Linked DNA regions of Mus musculus: region 2 is linked to region 1. Evidence: chromatin contacts called from public HiChIP or PLAC-seq data. All regions are on one chromosome and are shown on one strand. Each heading gives the region's core, a stretch centred on a gene start, on an enhancer-like site or on the middle of the called end of the contact. The rest is flanking DNA. Distances are from core to core; before and after follow the strand shown.

Evidence for each region. HiChIP or PLAC-seq counts read pairs in DNA pulled down with a chosen protein or histone mark.
Region 2: a contact with region 1 is called in an H3K4me3 HiChIP or PLAC-seq map of the SCID.adh cell line, with 10 read pairs. The contact joins the enhancer-like site here to the promoter of Med4 in region 1. A contact is called at or near these places in 13 of 484 Hi-C or Micro-C datasets (the G1E-ER4 cell line, the N1E-115 cell line, Sertoli cells and 10 more), 9 of 115 datasets of contacts at active chromatin or transcription factors (the 230-238 cell line, the SCID.adh cell line, effector CD8 T cells and 5 more) and 2 of 9 other capture datasets (adipose tissue and liver).

The regions. Positions count from the first base shown.
Region 1 is chr14:73,506,102-73,513,596 of GRCm38.p6, forward strand. Med4 (mediator complex subunit 4) reads left to right here and starts at 3,948. Exons shown (of 7, transcript NM_026119.3): 1 at 3,948-4,084; 2 at 5,054-5,120. The coding sequence starts at 3,960.
Region 2 is chr14:73,465,931-73,473,425 of GRCm38.p6, forward strand. No RefSeq gene overlaps it. Among named protein-coding and RNA genes, the nearest start is that of Gm35450, 4.7 kb to the right of the region's middle. Within about 2 kb of position 4,766, at least 26 of the 459 cell types and tissues checked have an H3K27ac peak or open chromatin away from gene starts, as enhancers often do. A contact at or near this core is called in the SCID.adh cell line, where this site is marked.

The DNA of each region.
Region 1 (7,495 bases), core at 2,698-5,197:
TGTTCTTTATCTTCTGGTTCTTGAGGCTGAAAAGTCTGGGACCTCAGGGTTGTGTGTGGTGAGGGCCTTCCTGCTGCCTTATCCCAGGACAACAGAGCAGAAGGGCGTGCCTGCCCGAGGGAAGGGGGCACTTCCCTGTAACTAACCAAGATAATTCATTCACTAGGGCTCTGTCTCTCCTCCTAAAAGCTTCACTCCTCTGCACTATTGCCCGTTGCTTGTGTGTGGTGCGATGTGAGTGGGGAGGAGGATGGTTGCATACAACGGAGGCAGACTATGGAAGCTCTTTCTTCTGATTTTGCCTCCTTTCTTAGCGCACAGAGTGAAGCAAGATCCTAAGTTTCGAGGGGAGGGCCAAGGAGATGCGGCCAGCTGCTTGGAGACAGGCAGGGATGTGAACTGACGCCAGGATGTGGGGAGGATTTAGAGCAGGGACATAGACTGATTATGCAGTCTCAGTTGGGGTCATTGGAGATTCAGGGTTTTGTAGCGGGCAAAGCTGTACATAGCCCAGCTTGAAGTCTTGACAAGACAGCAACACATATCAAGATGAGGAGAAGGCCTGGGAATGTAGCTCAGTGGTGAGTGCTTGCCTGATCTTGAGAAGGCCCTGGCTTCAGTGAGCCTTACCAGTGTGAGGCAGTGCAGCTCCTTGAGCTCTGTAGATGCTGACTGACATGCAAGCCCTCCGCGTGAGCCTCTGGGGCTGCTCCCACAGTTCCACTTTTTTGGAGATCAGTGGCTCAGTCCAAGGAGCCTGGAGCAGGCAGACCTGGTTTCCCTCTGAGGAAAGCTACCTCACTGTGTCCTCCCAAGGCCTTTTCTCATATCTCTGGCACATCTCCGACTCTCCCTGGGTCCCAGTCAGATTAGACAGGGCCCCCACCCTAATAACCCCCAATTAACTTAATCACCCCCTTGAAGGACCTGTCTTCAAACTTTCACACCTTTTTATCCACGGTAAGACTAATACAGCTGAGCACGGTGGGGCACATTTTTAATATCATGGCAGGCAGAGGCAGAGGGCTAGGTCAGCCTGGTCTACAAAGAAAATTCTAGGGCAGCCAAAGTTATGTAGTTGAGATCTTGTCTCAAAAAAAAAATTTTAAAAAATCATAAATGTATAACGAAGAAAAGTTTTCATCGAGCAGAACTACATATCTGTCTTTTGAAAGTCTTCTCTGTAGAAATCTCTGCAGAGCTTTGTGTTGGATCTCTGATGCGAGTGATAACCACATAGAAACATGCAAATAACAGTGGAGCGTGTGCGCATCCTGGATATCATAGAATACGTCATCCTACGGTGACAGAGGAAAGGGGGCGGGGCGTTGGTGAGCCGTGGAATCTTGATTCATCATCGTAGGAAAGAAATACGTTCATAAAGGAATCCAGTAAAACCACAGGGTATATGTATGGCATCTTAAAATTGGGGAGCAAACGGTGAAAGTAATTCCCTCCATGGAGCTGCACGTGGTAGAACGTGAGGCTCTGGAGGCAATGGGGTTAAACTTTTGTATGTTTTTGTTAGGCGCTCCCCCCCCCCCCCCCCCCGTTTATAAATAAAATTCATTATGATGTCTGTTGATTGATGTGCTCACAGGAAGGGACCAAAGAGATAGGGGAAGGGCAGAAAACAAAAGCAATCCGTGCGTCCCTTGCACTGTATAAGGAAGGAGGCACCCTGTCTCGTGAGCACAAATGTTCTGATCTCTAACACAGATCTCCCCACACTCTGGAGACACACAGTCTCGAGGCTGCACCAAGTGTGGAACCTCCCCTCATTTGTTCTAATTCAAGTTCACCAAACAACTATTGCGGTCACGGGCTTTCCTGTAGGTTTCTTTATGGGGAAATGCGCTCCGCACCATTCTTTTTTCATTGACATTCCGAATTACACAGCTTTGCTTATGAGTGGATTTATAAACATGAGTCTCCCCGGGGATTGCCAGCTCTGGAGTTCTTGAGTCGGACTCCACAGGACAGTGGGCAGGACTAGACCTGAAATGAAGACAGCACACAGTCATGACCACTGCCTGTGAATGGCACCTTATTTTTGATAACAGCAACATGACTCAGCATGGAGTCCCCACTGCCAATAACTGGAGCCTAGGTAGGGAAAGTTCCCTGCTGTGTTGATCTCTGCAGGAGTGGGAGGAGGTGCAGCTTCAGTGTTGACACCCAGGCCTGCCTTGGAATTAGGTGCTTTGCAGATGATTTACACTATTTTCTTTTTCTTTTCTTTTCTTTTCTTTTCTTTTCTTTTCTTTTCTTTTCTTTTCTTTTCTTTTCTTTTCTTTTCTTTTCTCTTCTCTTCTTTTCTTTTCTCTTCTTTTTTTCTTTTCTTTTCTTTCTTTCTTTCTTTCTTTCTTTTTTTTTTAGAGATTTGTTTATTTATTATATGTGAGTACACTGTAGCTGTTTTCAGACACACCAGAAGAGGGCATCAGATCTCATTATGGATGGTTGTGAACCACCATGTGGTTGCTGGGATTTGAACTCAGGACCTTTGGAAGAGCAGTTAGTGCTCTTAACCTCTGAGCCATCTCTCTAGCCCTACACTATTTTCTTGAATGACAGTTTACACTATTGATTCATTCATTTCAACAGTCACCTTGAATAAAGAGCAGAGCAGTTTGTTGGAAGATATACAGGCCTAAAGATGAGTTCCGAAAACCAAGAAGGTAACCCAGCTAAATGCCATCTGATAGGGGGTACGGTTAGCACATACAGGAAGTATTATTCAGACTTCAAGGGAGGGGTATTCTGGCACCTATTCCAATGTACATGAACCATGATAGCATTATGCTAAATGAATCAGCCTGCTATAGGGGCTCAGCATTCAGTAGGCTGTAATGAGAAAGTGAGTTCCTTCTTAGTTTAGGACTAGTTTACACAACAAGATTCGGTCTGAAAAGAAGGAAAGAAAGAAAGAAAGAAAGAAAGAAAGAAAGAAAGAAAGCAAGCCAACCAAACAAAGCCCAAATCCCCCAAAACCAAAAAATAATAACAAGCAAACCCCCAAGCCCCAAACTAGAACATGTGATTCTACTCATTCAAAATGCATAGAATAGCCAGACAAACAGAAAGTACAGTGTGGTTTTCAGGAACGGGAAGTCAGACCTTCATGAGCACACCTTTTTTACATTTTACAAGTTGAAGAGTTTTGGGGATGTTATTTAGCCGCAATTTTTTGTTTGTTTGTTTTGTTTTGAGACGAGGTTTCTCTGTGTAACCCTGGCTGTCCTGGAAGTCACTCTGTGACCAGGCTAGTCTCTAACTCAGGAGATCTGCCTGCCTCTGCTTCCTTGAGTGTTGGGATTAAAGGCATGCCTCACAACTGCCTTGCTTAACAGCAATTTAGTGGCAGTGAACCCTACACATACAATGGTTAAGATACTGAATTTTAGTAGCGGGGCATGGTGGTACACCCCTTTAACCCCAGGACTCGAGATGCAGGCAGATCTCTTGAGTTCGAGACCAGCCTGGTCTATAGGCCAATTATATGTATTTTGCTACCAAACAACGGAATGGGGAGGGAAGAAAAGATTTTACTTCCTGCTCTAAGTTTACTACAACTTCACGAGAGACCAAACTTGATGGCTGGGATTTTATCGGAATACAGACAAAATAGAAGTTAATAATTATGTAATTTCCCCAGTTTAAAAAAAAAATCTTTTGTTAGAAGCCTTCCACTGATGCTGAGGAAATAAAACCCAGGAGACTGGGAACTGCATCTCTCATCCTGGGTCCGGTTGGAGCATGTCAGATTGGAACGAGTCACAAGCCCTCCTTTGCCCTGTAGATGGCGCTAGAACTGTAGTGCACCTCCAGGCACATAGGCGGCGCTCTAGCCGGACCTCTCCGTCCCGACCTCTATTACTCTTCTTTCCTTCTTCCGGTTCCGCCCCTCCTGTGGCTAGCTCACACTGCGCATGCGACGGCTGGTGGTCAGCGGGGCGATGGCGGCTTCTTCAAGTGGTGAGAAGGAAAAGGAGCGGATGGGAGGCGTTTCGGGAATGGCCGGCCTTGGCAGTACGCGAGAGCGGCTTCTGTCTGCGCTGGAAGATCTGGAGGTCTTGTCGAGGTAACCGCGGCCCGGGAGCCTGCTCCGGCCGGCTCGGCTGTGGGCGCTGACTTGGGTAGGCGGGCTTGGGAGGCTCCGTTGGACGTGGGGTCTAGGGCCTTCGGGGGCTTTGGGCCGCATTTCCCCGCCAAGGGGACATCTCAGTCACATGACCTGGAAACCAAGGCAGTCAAAACTTTAGTAGCCGGTAAGAGGGGCAGATCCGAGCCCCCTCAGTCATTGACACGCAACAGACATTTAAAAGCACGCTTCCCCCCAGTAGTCAAGGGGAGGCTAGATGCCAACACGAAGGAGCCCAGGGTGACAGGAGAGACAAATGTGTTAAAACGCTATGGACCAGATTTCTAAGGGTTGAGCCGCAGCCTCCTGCAGTCCACCGATGGGATTCCTATTCTGGTGGTAGCAGGGCACACGTCCCCAAGAAATGGGCTGCTAGTCAAATCAGATTTGTTAGGCGTCTGATAGATAGCCCATCATCTGAAAAAGCCTGGAAACATCAGGCAGGGCACAGTGGGGTTGGCTGGTGTGTGGCCGAGATAGAGTAAATTGGATGTCACACTCCACATCGTCGTGATAGTCTTAAATCTATCAGTTGAAGTCTTATCAAGGGAAGGCAGCCATGGCCACCGTCTTACAAGAAAACATAATTTACACAAATGGCAGCACTATTGGCCTACAGACCTACATAGTTGAGTCAGGAGGTTTTCTTGTAAATCACAGCTGAGTCTTTATCACGTGCAGTTAGCCAGCGAATGCTGAAGTGTTTGTAGTCACCATGAGAGTCCAGCATGTTAGGAGGACCATAAACCCAACAATCGGTTGGGGCAGGGAGCAATTTAAACAGTTTCTTTTGTGTTTCTACTGTGTTATGAAAAGGTTTCACTAGATATCTGAGGCTGGTCTGAGTCCTCCCAAACACTGAGTTTACAGGCAAGTATCACCATACCGTGATGGGTGTTTTTCTTTTAGGGAACTCATAGAAATGCTTGCAATTTCAAGAAATCAGAAGCTATTACAGCTGGAAGAGGAAAACCAGGTAAACTTTTTGTTGTTGTTTGTTTGTTTTTTATTAAAAAGTTATTAATGCCGGGCAGTGGTGGCTCGCACCTTCAATCCCACCACTTGTGGGGGAGTGGCAGGTGGATCTCTGACTTCCAGGTCTACAGAGGGAGTTCTAGGGCAGCCAGCACAGATAAACCCTTTCTTGAAAAAAAAATAAGAGAGATAAGTTAATGTTTGAAAGTTCATATTTATTTTGTGTGAGAGTAGGGATGCTTCTTGAAGTCTTTTAAGTTGATACTTAAAAAAAAAAAAAAAAAAGCATTATTTTATTTTTGGGTTTTTCTGAGATTGTCTCACTGCCTGTTCTGTAATTCCGTAGACCAGGCTGGTCTCAAACCCACAGCCCTTGGCCTGCCTCTGCCTCCGAGTTCTGGGATTAATAAAGGTCCGTGTCAGTGTGCCCGGCACATTGATACTTTTCTTTATAGCACTTATGTAACACAGTGCCTATGAAAGTTCCCAGCCATACATAGTGGCTCACACCTTAAATCCCAGCACCGGAGTGTCCCAGGGAGACACATCGCTGTGAGTTGACGTTCTTCCTGGTCTGGATACAAATTTTATTCCTTACTTTTGAGTTAATCAACACAACCTTACAAAATGGAGACAAAGATAGAATGCTGGGAGGAAGTTGTTATTATAAACACCTGTATGTTGCTGCTTTATCCCCGTGAAACTTGAATGGAAATCAAAGATCCTCTCACTCTTACACGCTATGTATACTGTTCATCCATTCTCTTTCCTTTCCTTCCCTGTGCTTTCTTCCTTTCTCTTTTTGGAGTGTGTGTGTGTGTGTGTGTGTGTGTGGAGGGGTAGTGTTCAAGACAAGGTTTCTCTTTGTATGTAGCCTTGGATACTCTAAAACATACTCTGGTCACCACAGGGTCATAAGAGTGGGTGAGCTGCCCTGCTTCCTGATGGCTACAGCGCTTAGGAGAATTGACGCCGCACCTCACCAGGACGGCACAGTAGAGCTGTCCCTGGGTGGGGGAGCATAGGTGACCCAGCCCCGAGCTGGCCCAGCCATTCATCTACTGTGAGGTTTCCTGGGTGTGGGGGGGAATGCCCCTTACCACCTACAGTAGTTGAGAGAGCTGGCCCTGCCCCTTGCTGCCTGCAGCACTTTGGAGAGTGGGCCCTGCCACTTGTCTGTTATGAGGTGGTGTGGGTGCAGGGGTGATGCCCTCCCCCTCTTCCCCTGTCATCTGTGGTAGTCTGGAGAGTCGGCCCCAAGGCATGAATATAGGAGACTTAGCCTTGCCCACTCCCTAGCTGTAGCACTCAGGAGGGTGGGTCTGCACCACCTGAGCTAGAGCTGATGGTGAAGGTATGGGTGAGCCAGCCCTTAGGGTGTGAGAGCAGGAGAGCTGGCCCAGTCCCTTGACTGGGCAGCACAGTGGAGCTGGCTCTGGAGGAGTGTGTGCAGGCGAGCTGGCTGCTGCCAATGGTGGCACTGGGTGGCCTATTGGGAGTAGTGCTGAGAGCTCCCTGATGGTGCAGATAACAGGGAGCTGCCACCCAGGCCCAGATCCAAGTGTATTTTTCCAGTGTCATATCTCACACCTGCACCCTTTGGGAACCGCCATCCTGCCTCCTTATCTTTAAGATTTCACTATCTTTATGTTAACAGTAATGATAATTATTAAAACCTATGAAAAATAGTGGATTTAAATTAAGGGGTGTGTGTTGTACTCCACCACCACTATCCAGCTCCTTGTCTTTTTTTTTAAGATGAGTTTTTATGTAGCCTAGGCTTGCCCTGAACTCAGTGATTCTCCTGCGTTTACCTCAGTGCTGGGGTTACAGGTGTCACCATGCCTGGCCTGCTGAGCTCTTGTGTTATAACATGCATTATGTCACGAGTCTTGAGAACAGCCTGGCCTGTACTAACACTATTTAATAAATGCTGTTATTAGTGAATCTTTCTCGCTAGAGGAGAAAAATGGGCTCATGCAAGGCAGTGATTTTTCCTATGTCGTACTACTAGCAAATGAAGGGCTGCAAACTGAACCCCAGGCTCCTGTTGGGTATTAACCTTTGTGGCCTTTTGCCATATCTGTATACCATCTATTCAATTGTACTGTGTTTTTAACCACCTCATTCTTCAGACTACCTGCATTCTAAGCAGTACTGGGTGTCATATAGCTTCTAATATATCAGTGCAATTACATTTCAAAGTTTTTAAGTCTCTTACTGCCTGTTAAACTTGCCGCCTGAAAGCATTAGATTTTAGAGGAGGTTTTTTTGTTTGATTGTTTGTTTTTTAGTTCCATTGTATGTTAAGGATAAATTTAAAAATTTTATCCTTGGAAGGTGAACAAATCTGAAATTTGGCATGGTACTACTGCT
Region 2 (7,495 bases), core at 3,516-6,015, 39 kb before region 1:
CATTCTTCATAAGAGTTGTTGTGACACTACACTGGTGTCCCTTCCTTCACAGCAATAGAAATCGTATCTAAGACAGTTGAGATTATTTATTTTATTATTGACAGATGGGATGCATAAGGCATTCATTTGATGGACGAGTTTGCTATCCAAAGTGCTGCTGTAGGTAGAGGTAAGGTTGAAGGGAAGCAAGCCCGTCCTGGCCAATACCAGGAAACTGTAATGCTAACTCAATGCTAACTAGCTCTGTTCCTTCACTTTGGAGGAAAGGTTGTTAGGACCAAGGGGTCCCAAGCACCCATAATGGATCCCACCAACGTCAAGCCTGCCCACCTGTTCCTGGATGCCGAATGTGAAACATTCAGAGATTGTGCATAAGGAGGATGCCTCTGATCAAAGACAACCAGCAAGTAAGAGAGGATCCTCTGTGGTTTGGATTCAGATGTGGAGGACAGGGACTGTGAACATAAAAATGTCAAATGGCAATTGAAAACTTGCCTTTGTCTTCTAAACCTGAGAACATGTATGAGATGATCCTGTTACACATGTCAGCAGTAGGAGCTCACACGTAAGAAGTTACCTGTGTCTCATCAACCTTTGAACAGCGTTGAGACTATGAAGATTTAGGGAATACTATAATGTGTAGGCTTAGATCTTTTCTAAACCTACTTTAGGGTTCTAGAACGCTTCAACCTTCCTTCTAGCCCACCAACTAGAGTTAATGGAAGAAGGTTTATAGCTAAAGAGGATTGTGGACCTGTTTAGAAGTAGTTCTTTGGGGCGATTCCAGTCTTTGTTGTTGGAATAACAGCAGTCCAGTCCAACGGCAAACACCAAACATGAGTCAATAGCAGCAGCTTGATCCAGCAGAAACCACATGGCTCTACCCAATTGCTGTGAGTCAGTGGAAGCAGCAAGAATGAGTTGGAGTACCATGAGAAGCTCTTTGGTGCGTTTCTCTTTACAAAGTGAAGACCAGCAAAGACTAGCAAAGACTTGCATGGCTAGCAAAAACTAGTGAAGCATGACACGGAGCTTCATAGCAATGCAAGAGCATCCTCTCACTGTCTCTGGAGTGGTGTCTATCTTCTTTCTAAACATCACACACCCTCTCAAGCATCCGCTTCAGCAAAACATCATATGCCCTCTCACATGTCTGCTTCAGCAAAACCTCCTCTCAGAAGACAGCTTCCAGAAAAACCTCGTGTACACAACTGAGTTTCTAAAGAAAGTAGAAATCTCCACTTCGTGAGCATGAGCTAAATGCAGTTTTCACTATGAGGTGGCTGTGAGCTTTTGCATGCCAGGACAGGAATATTGTGTCTTAATGTAATGTGCTGGAGTGTCAAATTTCCAAGGGGCAAACTTATAATGGTTCTTCACTGTTAATATCACCTAGTTTAGAATTATCTGGGAGATACATGTCTGTGTGTGTACATGATGTTGGTTCTGGAGAGCTTTAACTGTGGAGGGAAGATGCACCGAATGTGGGCGGTGCTAGGAGACAGACTCATGAGTACTAGCATTTGTTTGCCAGTGTGACCAATCCAACTTACGCTCCCATCACCACGCCTCCCTGCCATGACAGACTATATCTCTTTAAAACTCCAGTCAAAGGAAATCTTCTCTCCTTTAAAAACTGAAATAAAGTTACTTTCAAGTCTGTGTCCTACAACTTCCAAATTCTGGTGAATTGTATTTTATATAATTCTCATTAAAATGGTAAGTATAAGGGGTATTTGGAACTAGTGCACTCCTCTTGACAGGCTAAAAGATCTATTTTGATGAGATAGTTGTAAAAATTAAACATTCTGCTTGTAATTTTGCATGGCAATATTTTAATGGCTTTCCAAAAGCTGCTTTCTGCCTCTGTGCTTCAAGCCTTCATTCTTTCCTGCTATGTATAAAGTCTGCTGAAACACTGCCGGGCACGTTCATCGTTCAATGTGACCTCTGGCCCTGTACCTTCTGGTCAGAACGGCAGGTGGTTGCCGTACCAATCCTCCACCCACGGGTACACTAAGCAATAACCTGGCTGTGCAGGTGTCAACAGCACACAACATAAATATATCCAAATGAACCCAAACTTAGTTTATAAATATATCCAAATGAACCCAAACTTAGTTTATCTCCAAGTACAAAATGCCAGTGCCCTGTGAGGGCACACTTTGCAAGGAAGAGGGTGATGGAGGGACAGGCAAGTGGAAAGGAGATAGTTGTAGTTAATCATTTAAGTTAATCCCCATCTAGCTTACAAATGAATGAGAGTCAGACTGTGGTTATTTTATTTGGCTTTGACAATTACTTGGGAGTAGCCCCCAATCTGTTCTCTCTCTTTCCCTCCCTCCCCCTCCCCTCCCCTTCTCTTACCCTCCCCTCCCCTCCTTCCCCCCTCCTCTCTCTCTTTCTTTCTGATTTATTTATTATATGTAAGTACACTGTAACTGTCTTCAGACACTTTTTCTTCTCTCTCCAGCCCTACTCACTCCAGCCTGCTCCCTCTCCAATATGCTTTTCTTTCTTTTTTTTGGGGGGGGGGGTTGAGACAGGGTTTCTCTGTATAGCCCTGGCTGTCCTGGAACTCACTTTGTAGACCAGGCTGACCTCGAACTCAGAAATCTGCCTGCCTCTGCCTCTCGAGTGCTGGGATTAAAGACGTGCACCACCACGCCCCGCACAACCTGCTTTTCTAATTGCTGGACTGGCTACTTCCCCAGTGGTGTACCCCAGCTCCTCTCTGTTTCTCCTGGCCATGTGCTCATGGCTTTTCTCTCATGGCAACTTCCTCCCCTCTCCATGTCCTTTCTTCTCTTTCCTTCTTCAACCACAATCAGGTAACTCAAAATCCGCCTACCTCTACTCTCTCCAGTAATTGGCTGTAGACATTTTTATGTAACCAACAGTTTTAAATGAAGGAACAAGCTTTACACACCAAAAGCTGGTAAACGTGAGAATTCACTCATAGGCCTAGACCTTCAGGCACAGTATTTAGCATTACAAACACACATCAGAAATTGAAAAAAAAAAAAGAAAAACAAAAACAAACAAGAACAACAACAACAAAAACCCCACTTGTCAGCAGACCAAATCTTAACAGGTAGTGTTGTCAGCCAGATATGGTTGAAATGATTTATTTTGCAAGATTAAAAAAATACATATTGAAAAACGGTTGGGATGTCTTCCAGAGCCTTGAAAATGATTTGTACAGATGGGGCCTCAAATCTTATGCTTCGGGGTCTTAAGCTAAATCTCACTTCCTTTCTGCTGTCTGTGTTGATAGATGTTTCTAAGTGGATTCCAAAAGAGGGTATCCCATCCATGATACTGTCTTCTCTTCCCAAGGTCTTGACGACACAGTATACTTTCATGGTGCAGATTTGAATAAAGCAGAGCAGCCAGGCAAAGGTGGTCATCACCACTCCCAAGTTCCCAGGGGATCTATCTCTTTTTCTGTGAACTTTGTTTGTTTTGTTTGCTCTTTTCGGAGTACGAACTGTCCTTTTCTTATTGATTGCTAGGCAGACTTCATATATTGGTAGATTAGTCTTGTTATCTCAATAAGCCTTGCAAGTCTCCTTTCGTCTCTTTTGCAGTTGAACCTGATGGGCTCTCGGGAAATGAGAGAAGGTAAGTTGTGTTACTTGCCGCTGGGAAGAAGACCGCTGGGAGGGATTGCAAAGCAGTGCCCTCCTTAATGAAAGCTTTGGGACTAGCTGGGGAGTGGGTACGTATTCTCAAAGGAAAGCATAAGGCGTGCGTGGGAGGGTGTTTCTGAGCATGCTCAATTCAAGGCATATGGCACATTTCAAAATGGACAGATGGCAGACTCAAAGGCTTTGCAGTAGAGGATTTAACATCATACTGAGCAAAGTTTGCTCTAGGCAGACTGAAAGAATGTGTCAGGGAGACTCAATGACCTTGGCTTATTCCTTTCAAGTTTTCCAAAGAATTTTACATAAAACAAAAAAAAAAGGAAAGACTTGGTAGACTCATTAACAATATTTAAAAGGGGTAGCAGCTTTCTCTGTTAGAAATGTAATCATTTGTCCCTAAAGTGTCCAGCCCCTGCCTCACTTCAGGGATATCTGTATTTTATCTTTATCTATATCTGTATCTATCTGTATCTGTACTGTATCTCTCTCTCTCTCTCTCTCTATATATATATATATATATATATATATATATATATATATATATATGATACATATATATATATATGAAATATTATATTTCTTCTAGAAATTTTGTAGAAAAAAAGGTTTTCCCTACTTCAAGGCTGTAAATAAATTCTTCTATATTTTCTAATGAACTAGTATTTGATATCATTATACTAAAGATTTCATATTTTACCTCTGAATCTTTGATCCATATGGTTGGATAACTTTTAAACAGTGATGGTTTATTTGAAGGTTTTTTAGGGCTTGAGGAAAATGGAATTATTCAAAGAAAAGCATTTGCTCTTAAGGTGTTCCTTTAAGATAAAATGAACATCTAATTAGAGTATAAGACATATACAGACAAGGACACCACGATGAAACCCATTACCTTGTATGCAAACCTAAAACGTTAATTTAAAACTTAATTTGGTTTCTTCAATCAGCTGATATTTACTGGATACCTATTGTGTGCTGAGCCATGAAACATCTCTGTGCGGAAAAATACAAGCCTGAAAACGAACTAGTTCCAAATAAAGACGAGTCCACTCTTAGAAGCAGAAGTAGAAAATAAACCGTGTGCTCAGTACAGCCCAGAATAAAATGCCTGCGTCTCCCAGCTGCCTTCGTATTTACAGCACTGCCGAGAGATGCTCTGCCTCCACAGCTGGGGCCACACACCTTCTGGGCAGGAACTCGCTCTTGTGAGCATGAGCAGACTTCCTTTATAGCACAGGTGCTTATTGTCCAAGAAAAGATCAAGTGTTCTTCGGGGCTGGAAACACCCACTAGGCCCTGGTGTTCAAGGACTTCTCTGCTCACATTCCAGACATGTCCAAACCAAACCTCACCCAGAGAAGTTGCCCTGAATTTCAATGCAACCTGTCAGTAGCTCTAGGGTTAAGAGACTATACCAAGTAGGGGCTGGTAAGGGAAGATACAAAGTGGAAGGTAAGAGAATGAGCAAGCCTGGGTCTAAATGACTCAATGACACTGCAGGGGTTGGACTTACTATCAGGCCATACAGGGGATTTTTGCTAAAAGTAGACTTCAGAGACTCTGCCTATCAATAAGCGGGTAACTGAAATGCTATGTTCATTTGCTTGGGACTCTTTTCATTAACTGTGTATCAAAATACTGTACTGTACATCCAATATTTATATAAAGATATTCCCAAAACCCTATTCACAATGATCCTGTAATAGTTGTTATGTAATACTTTGTGTGATACTTTGACTTGAACTAATATTTCCTCAATATCCATCATTAACGAAAGTTCACCATTTGCCAGTGTCAGTGATGTGGGTCATTGCTCTTTCTTTGCTATTTAGCAGAGCTCTTTGAGCAGATTTAGGACCTACAACTAATTTGCTACCAAGGATAAATGATGTCTCTGAAGCAAGATCAGGAACTAAAGAACCGGTATGAGACCCAAAAGGTACCTTTGAGGTCTTCAGGCTCAACCCCATATTTTAAAGATAAGGTATCGGCTCAGGCCCAGAGAACCCTGAACTTAATGACAAGTTACCCTTGTTTATCTCATCATCACCTCCATAAGTAAAAAGGCTTCTGAGCCCTCTCTCTTAATTGTATTTAACTCACATGGTTACTATTTAGTTTTGATTATTTTTTTTAATGTGTGTTAAAAGCAAGAGGGGTTGGTTATCATTGTAAGTCTATGAACAGGAGGATAGCCACTGCCCACTGGCAGCAAGATTATCAGAGTAAAGGTTGGGATTAGTGCTAGACAGAGCCCATCATGGTTCGCACTCAGGCTGTGTGACTGTGGCCTGGTCGCCTGACTTTTCTGAGCCTCAGTAGCAATCATCTCGCAGGAGACTGAAGAATATCATGTGGAGCTGCTGAGATGGTTCTGCACATACAGATGCTGGCAGCAAAGCCTGGAGGCCCAAGTGCAATGACAGGAATGCATGTGATAGAAATGGCACTTGCACACACACACACACACACACACACACACACACACACACACACACACAAGCACACACAAATACATACAAACACACACACAAACACACACACACAAATACATACAAACACACACAAACACAAACACACACACACAAATACATACAAACACACAAACATAAACACACACACAAACATACACACAAATACATACAAACACACACAAACACAAACACACACAAACACACACAAACACACAAATACATACAAATACACACAAACACACACACAAACACACACACGTACACATGCACACACTATGTATATGTATATGTGTACACATTTCCCAGGTTACCAGAGATAATTTATTTCTACGGCATGGCACCTTTCCAAGTCCACAGTGGTAGAGACCTCATCCCCAGCGGGGGACTGGAGTTGCTGAATCAGCAGCTCCAACAAAGGAAAGGGAAGCAGAGTTAATTTAGGGGAACCATTTCAGAATAAACAGCTAGATTTACAAGGTGTATCTCCAAGAGCGCTTTGATGCCTGCGTTTGGAGAGTAAGGGGATGGAATAATTGACGTCTACGCTGGCAGATCAAAGCAACCCAAGAACTGCCGGCCACGCAATGAAACCCTTCTCACTTTTTCTACATTCAGTGTGCATATTTTGTAACCATAATAATAATTTGTCCCTGCACAGGTCCTTTCATCTGGGGAGGAGCTCAGAGCACTTTGAAGATGTTAATAAGAAAAAGACCTGCTAATTAAAGTCACTTAAAAATGAAAAGTCTCTGGGTCGGCAGGAGGGCGTGGATGTCTGCAAGGAGGTGAATAGGGACAAGGCAAAGTGACTTCTATGGAACCTGGGACTTCATGCCCAGCTGCTGGGAGGTGGTGACCCAGAGGTTTGTTGCTGTTGTTTCTTTAATGCTCTGTTGGATTTCATGCAGCAATAAAGTGGCTTTCTCTAGACAATCACAACAGATGTTAACAGAATAATTCAAAAGTCTGTGGCGTTCTTGACGTGAAGAGCACACACTGACCCAGGAGCTTGTGGTAAAAAACACAGAGGAGAGCTATGTTGGACATTTGTAATGAATTTTAACATCATCTGGCAAAGTTGTGAGCAAATCCAGAAAAGCAAGCTTAGAAGGACAACAATTTGTTAGCTCTTGTTGAAATTATTGCTATTAGTGGTTTTTTTATTGTTGTTGTTTTGTTTAAATTAGGTTGTTGCATTTTTTTGAGACAGGATCTCACTAAGTAGCCCAGGCTAGCCTCCAACCTAAAGTTCTTCCTCCTTAGCCTCCTGAGGGCTGGAATGACACTAGCTAGTGTTCCTAACAGCTTTTCTTTTAGAGGGCCCAAGAACCCACAGCGTGTCACACAGCTATCTACAACACCAATTCCAGG